Linked DNA regions of Sus scrofa: region 2 is linked to region 1. The links are chromatin contacts, called in public Hi-C maps. All regions are on one chromosome and are shown on one strand. The core of a region is the stretch at or near the end of the contact, and the rest is flanking DNA. Distances in the headings are between cores, read along the strand shown.

Evidence for each region. Hi-C and Micro-C count contacts between places; a contact is called where the count stands out from the background.
Region 2: a Hi-C map of subcutaneous adipose tissue shows a contact between it and region 1, with 1.9 times the contacts expected there. The contact joins the enhancer-like site here to the promoter of MAOA in region 1. A contact is called at or near these places in 1 of 5 promoter capture datasets (liver), 7 of 47 Hi-C or Micro-C datasets (heart right ventricle, liver, omental adipose tissue and 3 more) and 1 of 2 datasets of contacts at active chromatin or transcription factors (skeletal muscle).

Annotation. Positions count from the first base shown.
Region 1 is chrX:38,928,097-38,935,257 of Sscrofa11.1, forward strand. It overlaps MAOA (monoamine oxidase A), which reads left to right and starts at 2,359. Exons shown (of 15, transcript NM_001001640.1): 1 at 2,359-2,470. The coding sequence starts at 2,398.
Region 2 is chrX:38,968,112-38,974,516 of Sscrofa11.1, forward strand. All of the region lies in intron 3 of MAOA (monoamine oxidase A), which reads left to right. Among named protein-coding and RNA genes, the nearest start is that of MAOA, 41 kb to the left of the region's middle. Within about 2 kb of position 3,415, at least 7 of the 83 cell types and tissues checked have an H3K27ac peak or open chromatin away from gene starts, as enhancers often do. A contact at or near this core is called in retroperitoneal adipose tissue and subcutaneous adipose tissue, where this site is marked.

The DNA.
Region 1 (7,161 bases), core at 1,109-3,608:
TTCTTTATATCTATTATTTCCTCTCTCTTTGCTTCAAAGTCTAAAAACGTATACCAATTTATAGTCAAAAGTCTCAACTCCTTTGCTAGAAAGTAAAAGCTATTAAAATCGGATAAGGAAAAAGCTAAATCTGTATTTATGTACGGTTTCCTCAACAAGATATTATTTGATACAGATTGGAGGTAGGGGAGGCGGGCAGGCAGGCAGGCAGGCAAGAGAAATGTTTGTAAGTGGGAATGGATATTAGTGAAACTCCTAGAGTTCTCATCACTTTGAATTCCTGTCAAAATGACATCTTTTGAGGGTTCTAACGATGACAAATTCAGCTCTAGGAGGATAAGGAGGAAATTTAAGGAAGGGATAAAACTAGCAAGACAAGAGGCTGACTGCACAATAAAACATATGCATTAAATAGCCCTTTTTTAACACATGTTCGTTTGCTTGTTTTCAACCTTCGCTTTTAAACTTCAGGTCTCACTTCATCCGTGGTAGCTGAGTTCTTAATTTTGTCTCCTACTTGCTTTGATTTTGGTTAAGAACATCAGCTTAAAACAACAACAACAACAACATCAGCTTGAAAAAAACCCCCATCGGAGAACAAATAACCGCCAAGTGCCCCTCTGGGCACAGTGCCCACTTCACCCCGCCCCCTCGCGAGACGCGACTGCGCAGACCTCAACGGCCACTTGTGACGTCACAAAGGAGCAAGACCAGGTTGGGGGGGGCCCTGCCATCACACCTTCCAGGTCCGCTTCCTTCAGTACGCGCTGCTCTAAGCACCAGCCCCTCCCCCCGGGCACCAGCCCAGTTACCCCCCGCCTTTCAGCGTAACAATGAAAGCACCAGGTTGAAAGCCCCACGTGGCCACGCCCACGCTCTCTGGCCACACCCCCCCACTTTAGAGGCGTTGCCGGGCCACACCAGGAGGGAGGGCTTCCCGCGCGCGCGCGCGCCCGGTACAGACGGGGAAGGCGGAGCCCTCGTTTCCCCGCCCCCGAGTGAGCCTGGCTCCGGCGGCGGGCCTCCGAGAGGGCGGATCAGGCACCACTTGGGCGGCTGAGGAGCGCGCCTGTGAGGGAGGGGCGGAGGAGACCAGAACCTCGCCCTCAGCCCCGCCCTCCACCCGCGCGCTCCAGAACAATGAGCGCTCCCTACTCAGAGGCTTCCACTGGCGGCGGCGGGAGCGGGCGGCAGGGAGAGCGCGCGTCCAGAGCCCAGGACCCGGTAACCGCCCGGATCTCCGACCCGGCTTCCACCTTGGGCGCGGCCACGTCCTCCACATCCGCGTGGAGCATCCATTCTGAGTGGCGGACTGCCTCCCGTCCGTTTTCCAGCTCCCCGTCGAACGCGTCCTCACCAGACGTAACACACTCCCGAAGCTTCAGCGCGCCCTCGCGACTCGGCTCCAGTCCTGGCCCGATAACTGACAAGGACATCAAGATTGGCCTCTGGGGCTTTGGCGCCCGCGGCCTGAGCAACCGGATCCCCATGTCTGACCCCCGCTCGACCACCTCAGATGGGGCCGCCCCAGCCTCTAACCTGAACACCAGCAACCCCCCAGAATCTGTACAGGGATCTGTCCCGCCCTCAGCCTCCCCCCAGTTGTCCCCCCAAGAGCCCACCCCACCCTCCGTGTCCGCCTCCCCTGGGGAATCAGTCCCAGAAACTCTTAGACCCAATAACTTCCTACGAGGGCCAGTACAAGGATCCATCTCGCCCTCGATGCCCGGTTTCCTCAGAATATCGGTACCAGCACCTCCACCACCCACTAACACTCCCGAAGCGTCAGTACTTGGGTTATCCTTGCTCTCAGTACAGGGCTCCCCCTGGGGTTCGGTGCAGGTACCCCCCACACCTTATAACTCCCCCCGACTGTCAGTACAACAGTCCAGCCAGGCCTCAGTACCCGACTCCCACCGACTATCTGAACAAAGATCCACCCCGCTCTTGGAACCGTCCCATGAGGTGGTAAGAGGGTCTGCCCCGCCCTTGGTGTTCGGCCTCTCCGGGAGTTCGGTGCAGGCATCTGTCCCGCTCTCCGACTCCTCCATAGTGTCGATCCAAGGGTCTCCCCCGCCCTCAGTGCTCAGCACGCCCCGGAGTTCGATACCAGGACCTCTAACACCCATGAACTCCCAAGTGTCGACCCAAGAGTCCACCCAGCTCTTAGGGTTAAGTTACCCCCTAACAGCGGTGGAAGGATGGGCTCCGCCCCCGGGTTCTCCGGGAGTACCAGTACCAGGGCCCGCTCCGCCCTCAGCGCCCGACTCCACCCGGGTATCGATGGAAGAATCGGCTCCGCCCTCGGGCTCCCCCCGAGAGTCGGTAGAAAAGTCCGCTCCGCCCTTGGCCAGCCCCACTCCTATCCCCACGCCCCGGGAGAGCCTCGGCCAGAGCATGGAGCGTCAGGAGAAGGCGAACAACGCGGGCCACATGGTCGACGTAGTCGTGATAGGAGGCGGCATCTCAGGTCAGTGTGGACTGCATCGATAGCCCCGAGGGACCCTGGCCGGCCCGGGGTGGGGGACCTGCAGTCGCAGGGTGGCGGGTTTATTTTTGGGGGGGTCCTCTCTTGTGCACGCGAGAGTGCCACCGTGGCCGGGCCCCGGATCCTGCCAGGAGGGAGTGGGGTTGAGCCGATTTCGCTGGCGGTGTGAACCGGGGGGAGGCAGGAACAGTCATTTTACTACTACTATGAAATACTAACATTTAACTAGCTCTTGCCGTGCAGTCGTATTTAGCGGTTTACGTGGATTTTCTCAATCCTCAGCAGTCCTGCGAGGTGGGTACTCTGTGCGTCCCAGTTTCGCAAAACCTAGAAACTGAGGTAACTGTCCAGAGGTCGGATCACCTACCTGGGAAGGGACAATGATTTTCTCCCCTTTAAGACCCCCACTCCGATTCCTGAGGCAGTTGCTTTGCTTGATTTCTCCTCCTTTGCCCTAAACAGACAGTCACTATACAGATTTTTGTAGTATGGAGGTAGTCATAGTGTTAACTCAAGTCCCGATCTTCTTACACCTGTTTTCCTTAGAAAATTTGGTAACTGGAAAGGAGAGGAATCATTTAGGAAAAGGTTTAAGGGGGGGGGCTCTTAGTTTCAACCTACCCCTTGCCTGGGTGTTTTTTTTTGTTTTGTTTTGTTTTGTTTTTTTGGTTGGTTGGTTGGTTGGTTTTTGGAACTTGCAGAAAGTGTAGGGCTTTTTATTGCCCGGAGAGAATCCCTCTGTGAAACCGGCTGAGGGCAGGTAAGGGAATGCCCTTTTCATCTCCTTCTCCACCGCCTGAATCTTGTCCTGTGATGAGCCAGCTGGCCACCTTGTTTCCCCCCACCCCGTCCTGGTTTGGGTGTGTAGCTGACCAATTGAATGCTGCCTGAGGCTTCTCTCGGATCTTCCTGGAAACCTCATCATGACTCATATATTAAATTGTCACTTAGGTTTGTTGTCATAATTGGTAAAATGGCTTAAAGTGAGGAACTGTGTTTCAGCTCCAGCTAGAGTCCCACACTCATCTGTCCACGACCTGGAAGAATGTTAAGCAATTCTGAAATGCACTGGCAGGATCTGATTTAGAAAGGGAGAAAGCAGGTGAGAGGGAGTAAGGAGGGTGCCCCAAAGTAGCCATTTTTATGGAGAAGTCTTTTGAGGAGACTCTGAACATGCTTACAGAGTAATTTGGGTGGAGAAAGCTTTTGACTTGGCCCATTCAGGCTAACAGTCTTAATCACCAGAGAAGAGATTGGCAGGAGCTGTTGCTTTGACAACTCCAGCCACTTAGAGCAAAACCATGCAGGTATGTCGTCGGAGCATCAGAAAAGCAGGTGCTGGTAGAGAGGAGGAAAAAGAAGTATTTCTCTCGTTTCCCTCCTTTCATTCATTAGCTTATTCGATTTGTTCACCAAACACTTGTTGAGTGCCTGCAATGAAGTGGACTGGTGTTTCTAAAAGACTGGTTCTGGTATGCAAGCCTCCTAGAAGCAGCATGACTCTTCATCACTGGAAAAGAAATACGATGATAATGTCTTGTGTCAATTGATTGGGAGTTCTGCCTCTTTCCCATCTCCATACCATCCGTATTTCACAATTCGGGGTTCTTTCTGGGATTTTATTCTTGTCACTATTCCTTAAGGAGCATTTTGTCTTTATATTTTTCCTCTGCCTTATCACTGGCTCTTTCTCCCTTTCCACACTTTACTCCAAGTAGTTGGTTGTGAGCAGAGCTGGATTTACCATGTAGCTGATGGTCTTGATGCTCTGTGGCCTGACAGCTCCAGGGCCCTTCCGGTTCTCATTCTAAATAGATAACCGGTTTCATACTGAATCTTGCATTTGTAAATTGGCATTCTTCTTAAAGAGGGCACCCAAATTACATAGGCTTCAGGCCCCTCAAAACCTGGATCTTTCCATGATCACTATTCACTATTGATTGTTCATTTCCATGTGGGGGGAGGAAGGGAGCATTTTTTGCACAGTAGTTCACACTCCTAGTCCAGAACTCAGCTTCTACTTCTTCAGCGACAGTGGAAAAGGCCCTGGGATTCCTTTAATACCATCTCTTATCAGTCAGATTTGATTTGAACACCCAAAGTGACCAGAACCACTGCTTTCTGGCCATGATGTCTTGCCAGATGGTTCACAATTAAAAGTAGATGCAAATCTGGTTCAGGATCAGCCCTGGTACACAGACTGGCGTTTCAGAAGCAGGTGAGAGGCATTGCTTCCCAAGGGTTCTTGAGGACTCAGAAAGACAGCAGCTTTGTGTGTGCTTGACAGTACCCCAGGAGTTACTTAATAGTCCCCATATCAGTTTTAAATACTTTTGGAGATCTCTTAGAACTTTTGTCAGGATTTGCACATTTTAATATGTTACCCGTATACTTATAAGATATGGCCAGTGCTTAGCATCTGCAATGTTACTTATATTATACAACAAAATAGTTCCCAGAAGAGTACACATTCAGAATGACCTTCCTCAAAAACAAGGCACATTTAACACTTATCTTTCATTTTTTTATAACTATCTCTGCACAAAGAATAGCAGCATCTTCCTTTATCTCTCTTTTGTCATTAAAAATTGTAAAACAGAGCCATATTTTACAGCCCTTTTCTGCCCGCTCACCAATTAAATAATTTTATGTACTCCATTAATACTTCAGATGCGAAAACCCCCTACTCATTTGTAAAGGTATCTTCAACATGCCCTGGCCCTTATCCATCATCCATCATCCATCATCCATTTCAAGTCCTTTTTGAAACTTCTTTTGTGCTTCCTGTGACACTATTGGATCCTGAATTTTTATTCCACACTGGTTGCTCCTTTTCTGTTCCTTTCATTGTGCCCATATTCCTGGGAACTTCTAGTTTTGAAATGGCCTCGGGCTCAGCTATTCATCACTTTGGGGTTTTCTTATGCACTCTCTCCCTCTTTTTCATTCTAGGACTTCACCTTTCTCTTATTTATAGAAAATTCTTAAGTCTCTAGTTTGACTCCTATAATACGTCCTCTGAACATCTGTCTTGTAGCTTATCTGCTCTCGGTTATTTCACACTCGAATGTCTTATTCTTACTTCATATTCAACATTTGGAAAGGCTCCTTGCCCTCCAACCCAGCTTCTTTGCCTCACTTCCTTGACTCTGTTCTTGGCACCACCACCGTTTCCATCATTTTTGACACATCCTTTTGTTTAATCTTCTACAACCAGTCAGTAGATCCTTCTAACCTTCCCTTTGGGCTGTTCCCTCTCTCTGTTTTCCGGTGTCTCCCCCACCCCAGAACAGTCCCTTCACCCCTTCAGCTCGCCAGGTTATGACCATCTTCCCAGTGGCCCTTTATGTCCACCCTGCAGTGTTCTCCCAGACTTGATTTTTTTTTTCTGTCTTTTGTCTTTTCTAGGGCCCCTCCCACGGCATATGGAGGTTCCCAGGCTTGGGGTCGAATCGGAGATGTAGCCGCCGGCCTACGCCACAGCCACAGCCACGCCAGATCGCCAGACCCGAGCCTCGTCTGTGACCTATACCACAGCTCCCGGCAACGCCAGATCCTCAACCCACTGAGTGAGGCCAGGGATCGAACCCACAACCTCATGGTTCCTAGCCGGATTCGTTAATCACTGAGCCAGGACGGGAACTCCAGACTTGATTTTTTTAAACATTGTTTTGATCACTTTGTTCTGCTCAGGATGCTCAATGGTCATTTGCCAGCCTCTCAAGCTCCCTCCCCGCCCCCCACCACGTATCTATCCTCACTTTGTTGGACAAGTAGCACTTCCTACCGTCCCTAACATGGCTGTAGGCACACTGCTCTTTTGTCCACTGTGCTGCATCAAGTTTATTTCGTCCCTCCATTCCTTCCCTGTTTTTCTTTCTTAACACAGAAGTGCCTCTTGGGGTTCCTTGGTGGCTCAGCGGGTTAAGGATCTAGGAGTTGTCACTGCTGTGGCTCAGGTTCCAGCCCTGGCCCTGGAACTTGCACACGCCGCAGGTGTGGCCAAAAAAAAAAAAAAAAAAAAGTTCTCTCTGAATCTTTTCCTGATGCTCTGGCTCTCTTGATTTCCCTCCCTTCTTGTAGAGCTTGTATGCTATATCCGACAACTTGAACTTACTTTGTGTCTATATTTCTTGATGTTCTTTTAAGTATAGCAGTTGAGTCTCATGATTTTACCTGCCTCGTTCTTACTCATGAGCTGATACCAATACAGCAAATGTCCAAAACCCAGTGGTGGAGGGTTTTAAAATCTGCTCCTGAGAACTTCTGAATCAGCTCTCTTTAGGGAGAGGGGCAAAAAAAAGCCCACCTCCAATGGACAATGTATAATTCAGAGTCTCGGGCCAAAGGAGTTTTTAAAATACAGTCTAGTCCAATCACTGAAAGATTTTAATCCTCAAGACCACATCTCCTTGGTAATTATCTGGCTGTAGCTCTGAACGCATCCAGGGAAAGAGAACGCTGTACCCCTCAATGCAACTCATTATAGGCAGAAGGGGCTTTGGTGCCCAGGCTGGCATATGCCTGCCATATGCCAGGCAGTTGCTAAATCACGGGGAAAGAGGTATATCAAGAGCAGTTAAGCAGTGTCCCTGCCCACAAGGTGCCCCATCCTCTTGCAGGAAGCAATCAAGTGAGAAGATCATGGACATTCATACAATGAGAGAAATGTT
Region 2 (6,405 bases), core at 2,165-4,664, 41 kb after region 1:
TTGGTGTCTCATTGTATGGCTGACTTCACTTAGTATGATAATTTCTAGGTCCATCCATGTTGCTAAAAATGCCAGTATTTCGTTCCTTTTAATGGCTGAGTAATATTCCATTGTGTATATGTACCACATCTTCTTGGTCCACGCCCCTGTCGATGGACATTGAGGTTGTTTCCATGTCTTGGCTATTGCAAACAGTGCTGCAGTGAACATTGGAGTACCTGTGTCTTTGCGAGTCGTGGTTTTCTCTGGATAGATGCACAGGAGTGGGATTGCTGTATCAAATGGTAGTTCTATGTTTAGTTTTCTGAGGAATCTCCATACTATTTTCCACAGTGGTTGCACCAATTTACAATCCCACCAACAGTGTACTGGAGTTCCTTTTTCTCCACACCCTCTCCAGCTCTTATTGTTTGTAGACTTTTTGATGATGGCCATTCTGGCTGGTGTAAGGTGGTACCTCAGAATGGTTTTGATTTGCATTTCTCTAATAATGAGTGATGTTGAACATCTTTTCATGTGTTTTTTGGCCATCTGTATGTCTTCTATGGAGAATCGTCTGTTTAGATCTTTTGACCATTTTTTGATGGGGTTGTTTGTTTTTTTGGTATGAGCTGCAGAAGGTGTTTATAAATTTTGGAGATGAATCCCTTGTCAGTTGATTTGCAAAGATTTTCTCCCATTCTGTGGGTTGTCTTTTTGTTTGTTTAGGGTTTCCTTTGCAGTGCAGAAACTTTGAAGTTTGATTAGGTCCCATTTGTTTATTTTTGTTTTTACTGTCAATACTCTGAGAGGTGGATCTGAGAAGATGTTGCTGTCGTTTATGTCAGAGAGTATTTGGCCTGTGTTTTCCTCTAAGAGTTTTATAGTGTCTAGTCTTGTATCTAGGTCTTTCATCCATTTGGAGTTTATTTTTGTGTGTGGTGTTAGGGAGTGTTCTAATTTCATTCTTTTCCATGTGGCTGTCCAGTTTTCCTGGCACCACTTATTGAACAAGCTGTCCTTTCTCCATTGTATATTCTTTCCTCCTTTGTCATAGATGAGTTGGCTGTAGGTGTGTGGGTTTAATTCTGGGCTTTCTATCCTGTTCCACTGATCTATATTTCTGTCTTTGTGCCAATACCATACAGTTTTGATGACTGTTGCTTTGTAGTATAGTCTGAAGTCTGGGAGCCTGATTCCTCCAGCTCCATTTTTCTTTTTCAGGATGTCTTTGGCTATTCTGGGTCTGTTGTGCTTCCACACAAATTTTGAAATATTTTGTTCAAGTTCTGTGAAAAATGTCCTTGGTAATTTGATAGGGATTGCATTGAATCTGTATATTGCCTTAGGTAATATAGTCATTTTGAAAATATTAATTTTTCCAATCCATGAGCATGGTGTATCTTTCCATCTATTTGTGTCATCTTTGATTTCTTTTATCAGTGTCTTATAGTTTTCAGAGTACAGGTCTTTTGTCTCTTTAGGTAGGTTTACTCCTAGGTATTTTATTCTTCTGGATGCAATGGTAAATGGGATTGCTTCCCTAATTTCTCTCTCTGCTCTTTCATTGTTAGTGTATAGAAATGCCATCGATTTCTGCATATTAATTTTGTATCCTGAGACTTTGCCAAATTCATGGATGAGTTCTAACAGTTTTCTGGTAGAGTCTTTAGGATTCTCTATGTATAGTATCATGTCATCTGCAAATAGTGATAGTTTTACTTCTTCCTTTCCAATTTGGATTCCTTTTATTTCTTTTACTTCTCTGATCACTGTGGCTAGGACTTCCAGAACTATGTTGAAGAGTAGTGGTGAGAGTGGACAACCTTGTCTTGTTCCTGATCTCAGTGGGAGTTCTTTCAGCTTTTCACCATTGAGAATGATGTTCGCTGTGGCCATATATGTTGTTGTCATATATGGCCTTTATTATGTTGAGGTAGGTTCCCGCTATGCCCACTTTCTGAAGGGTTTTTATCAAAAATGGGTATTGGGTTTTTTCAAAGGCTTTTTCTGCATCTACTGAGAGGATCATATGGTTTTTATTTTTCAGTTTGTTAATGTGGTGTATCACACTGATGCATTTGCAGATATTGAAGAACCCTTGCATCCCGGGATAAATCCCAGTTGATCATGATGTACAATCCTTTTAATGTATTGTTGGATGCGGTTTGCTAGTATTTTGTTGAGGATTTTTGCATCAATATTCATCAGTGAAATTGGCCTGTAGTTTTCTTTTTTGTGGTATCTTTGTCTGGTTTTGGTATCAGGGTGATGGTGGCCTCATAGAATGAGTTTGGGAGTATACCTTCCTCTGCAATTTTTTGAAATAGTTTCAGAAGGATAGGTGTTAGCTCTTCTCTAAATGTTTGATAGAATTCGCCTGTGAAGCCATCTGGTCCTGGACTTTTGTTTGTTGGAAGTTTTTTAATCACAGTTTCAATTTCAGTTCTCGTGATTGGTCCATTCATCTTTTCTATTTCATCTTGGTTTAGTCTTGGGAGAGATACTTTATATTTGAACAGCCCAGTATTGTTTTCATAGCACTTCATTTTATTTTATGTTTTTGCCTTGTGCTTGGGTTTAATGTTAACTGGAAGAAGAAAATTCCAGGTGAAATCACAGAAAATCACAGTGTTAATTAGAGTTAAATGTAATGAGCACTTTGATCCCAAAAGCTGTTGAACTGAGTCCTTTTCATTTAAAAGACTTTTCTCCTGTCAGGTTTTTCAAACAAAACAATTACAGAACTATTAGTCCATTTCCTTTCATTCCCATAGCTCTCATGTAATTTGTCAGACTCGAATGGTACACAGTGAACCTCAGGCTGAGATTTAATTTTGTGTGTTTGCCAAAGTACCCAGTGGCCTAGTTTCCACAGCCGTATCCAGCAGATAAACGTCTCCGAAAAAAAACCATCAGGCTCTAGACACATGGGAAGAAGTCACCATTGGTTCAAGCTTCTTGGCCTGGTGATGAATGTATACCCTGGGGCCCAGACGTTGGTACAGTTACTCACTAATCTACATAATTATTTGGGCACCCACTAATGAAGTCCTGAGCATCCATGATTTTCCCCTCATCTGTAGATTAAAAAAATTTTTTTCTGAAATTTTCTGGTGGCTCAGCGGGTCAAGGATCTGGTGTTGTCACTGCCGTGGTGTCGGTTCCATCCCTGGCCTTGGAACTTCTACATGCCTTGTGCATGGCCAAAAAAATTTTTTTTCTGATGCCCAAATTTTGGGAAGACTGTGCCGAGAATCTGGTGGGTCCTGGTCCACCCGCCCTCCCACCACAAGCCCTCATCACATCTCTGCCATCAAGATCGCAGGAGCCATCACTGATGGAGTTCCATCCAAGAGAGGGGCTGGGCTGTGTCTCTCTGGTCCCTGGGTACACAGAGTGGATGCACTCCATTAACAGCCCATCTGGCAAGAAGCTCTTTGCCCTTGCCCTTCTCGAACTGATGTACTTCCTCTCTGTACTGCCCTGTTCCAAGGGGGTAGAGGCCCAGACCTGAGACTTGGCACGGAGCACTTGCGGTTTTGGCAAGATGTACAAGTGATTTCATTTTATTTCTCCTGTTGGACTCAGTGTTGTGGGATGATGTGCCCTTTTGTGCGGGGGAGGTATGCATGAGAATGTATTCCCATTCGTGGCATTTGGGGGAAAAAAATTTCTGGTTATTGTAGTCTTCTTTCTAGCCTGCGTTTTCCTCTGTTTTCTCAGGCCCCCACCAGTGCCAGTCAGAAAAAAGAAAACATGCCTGAGGGAATATTTCCCAAGCAACATTAATCCCAAAAGTGTTTACGAAAGACGGGGTTTGTTGGTCAGATAAATTTTGGAAGTTCTCCATATTCCTCTCCCTACTTTTTGGGAGCCAAGATGTCTATTAGCAGATTAGGAGTCTTATAAGGACTGGCAGTTAAAAAGGCAAAAAGCTATTTAAGCCAGGATTCCCAAGATTTATGACCTTGGCACTCATTTTCGTATTGCATCCATAAAGATCAGAGTGAGAAATGAATGCTAGCATAGGACATGTTTTCAGGGATTTAGGTTCCCTAAGAAAGTAAGTCTTTCATCTTTCTCTTCGCTTTCAGCACCTTACACATAGAGAGTTCTGGTAAATTTGATGGTAATATTGATTATGGCTATTTTCGAAAAGGTGTGCATGTGGAATCAACAATGAAAAGTCAGTACAAAATTGACATTTCTTAGAAGGTCTTGTCTGAGGTGGGAAAAGGAGGGGTTATTTGCCTAGAAAGAGAGTGGACCCTTTCTGGGGCCTCAGGAAGCTGGGTGTGATAGGGGTTGGTCTATAAAAAAAGTAGGAATTCAGAGTTCCCATCATGGCTCAGTGGTAACGAACCCGACTGGGATCCATGAGGATGCGGGTTCAATCCCTGGCCTCACTCAACGTGTTAAGGATCCAGCATTGCTGTGAGCTGTGGTGTAGGTCGCAGTTGAAGCTCAGAACCCACATTGCTGTGGCTGTGGTGTAGGTTTGCAGCTGCAGCTCTGATTTGACCCCTAGCCTGGGAACTTCCATATGCCACAGATTTGGCCCTAAAAAGACCAAAAAAAAAAAAAAAGAAAGAAAGAAAGAAAAGGAATTCCACTCCTTTTATTCTTTTATTCCTTCATTTAACAAGCATTTCATAGGACTTTGGTATTTGCAAGGCAATGTAGGAGATACACAGTGAAGCATAGTCTTTCTTATGTGTGTATTGAGACTAGTCCAGAAGGTAAGACATGTACATAATTCAGTTTAATGCGTTGCAGAAAATGGCTAAGGGCTCTAGTCTGTCAGAGGAAGCTGAAGAGGTTTATGACTTAGGCAGCTCAGTCAATCTTTGGGACCATGTCTCTCTCAAGATCAGTATTCACTCGTGCCCGTGATCTCCAGGAGCCTTCAGCTCAGTGGCGCTGCAGGTCCAATCTTTCTGACATGGAGACTAAGGCACACAGGTCGGGCCAGGGGAGTCTGAACCAAAGGCCTAGAGACATGAACTCTGGTTCTGCCTCTGCTCAGTATCAGCTAGGTTTATACAAATTAGACACACGGACACACATACACACACACACACACACACACACACAGAGGCATACCTTCCTCAGAGATATTGCGGGTTCATTTCTAGACCACTGCAATAAAGCAAATATTGCAATGAACTGAGCTATACAAATTTGTTTCCTAGTGCATATAAGACTTATGTTTACACTATACTGTAGTCTCTTAAGTGTGCAAGAGTATTATGTCTAAAAAAATGTATGTGCCTTAATTTAAAAATACTTTTATTGGAGTTCCCACTGTGGTGCATTGGGTTAAGAATCCAACTGCAGAGCCTCTGTGGAGGCTCACGTTAGATCCCCGGCCCAGCACAGGGGGTTAAAGGACCTGGCGTTGCCACAGCTGTGGCATCGGTTGCAGCTGTGGCTTGGATTCAATCCCTGGCCTGGGAACTTTCATATGCCACAAGTGCAGCCATATATATATAGTTTTTGGGGAAAAAAAACTATCATCTGACAACACAGGGTTGCCACGAACCTTCAGTTTGTAAAAACAAAAACAAAAACAGCCTCTTTGAAGCGCAGTAAAGTGAAGCACCATAAAACAAGGCCTGCCTGTTCTATACATATATCTGTATTAAAAATTTAATACATATATAATGTGACCTCTGAATACCTCCAGAGACATAGTGAACTTGCTAAAATGATCAAAAGCTGCCCAAATTTATTACCCTGTAATAAATCACTTACTATGATCACAAGATTTTACCTTGGAGCAAGAGAAATCAGACATGGAATCCAGGCATAGTAAAATGAAAAATGTAAAGAAAAAGGAGTTCCCTCATGGCTCAGCAGGTTGGACTTGGCATTGTCACTGCTGTGGCTTGCGTTGGGTTGCTGCGGTGGCGGGGATTCGATCCCTGGCCCAGGAACTTCCACATGTCACGAGAGCAGCCCAAAAAAGAGAAATTTTTTTAAAAAGTCCTCTCCTGGCAATAATCTCCGTTTATTATGAACGTTGGTGGATTGAAGCTGTGGTTTCTCAAAGGGACTTAAGTATTTTGGGCACGGTTCCAAGGACATCGTGTTCTACTCTTCCTTACCACTTCTGCTGCGTCCAAGAGACTATCCTTTAGAGAGCAGAGGCCAATTTGCAAGGCTAGGAAAGATTCATAGTATGGGCACAAAATGAACTTGACCTTTACCCAATATTTTTTTTTTTTAAAGAGCAATAGCCATTTAGAAGTATTCCTGGAGATCCCGCCTCACAGTCTTAGGTCATATTTTCTTGCCAAGAAGTGGTTTAGGATTGAGAAACAGCTGACACTTTTTTCTTTGTCTTTTTAGGGCTGCACCTGCAGCATATGGAAGTTCTCAGGCTAGGTGTTGAATCGGAGCTGCAGTTGCCGGCCTACACCA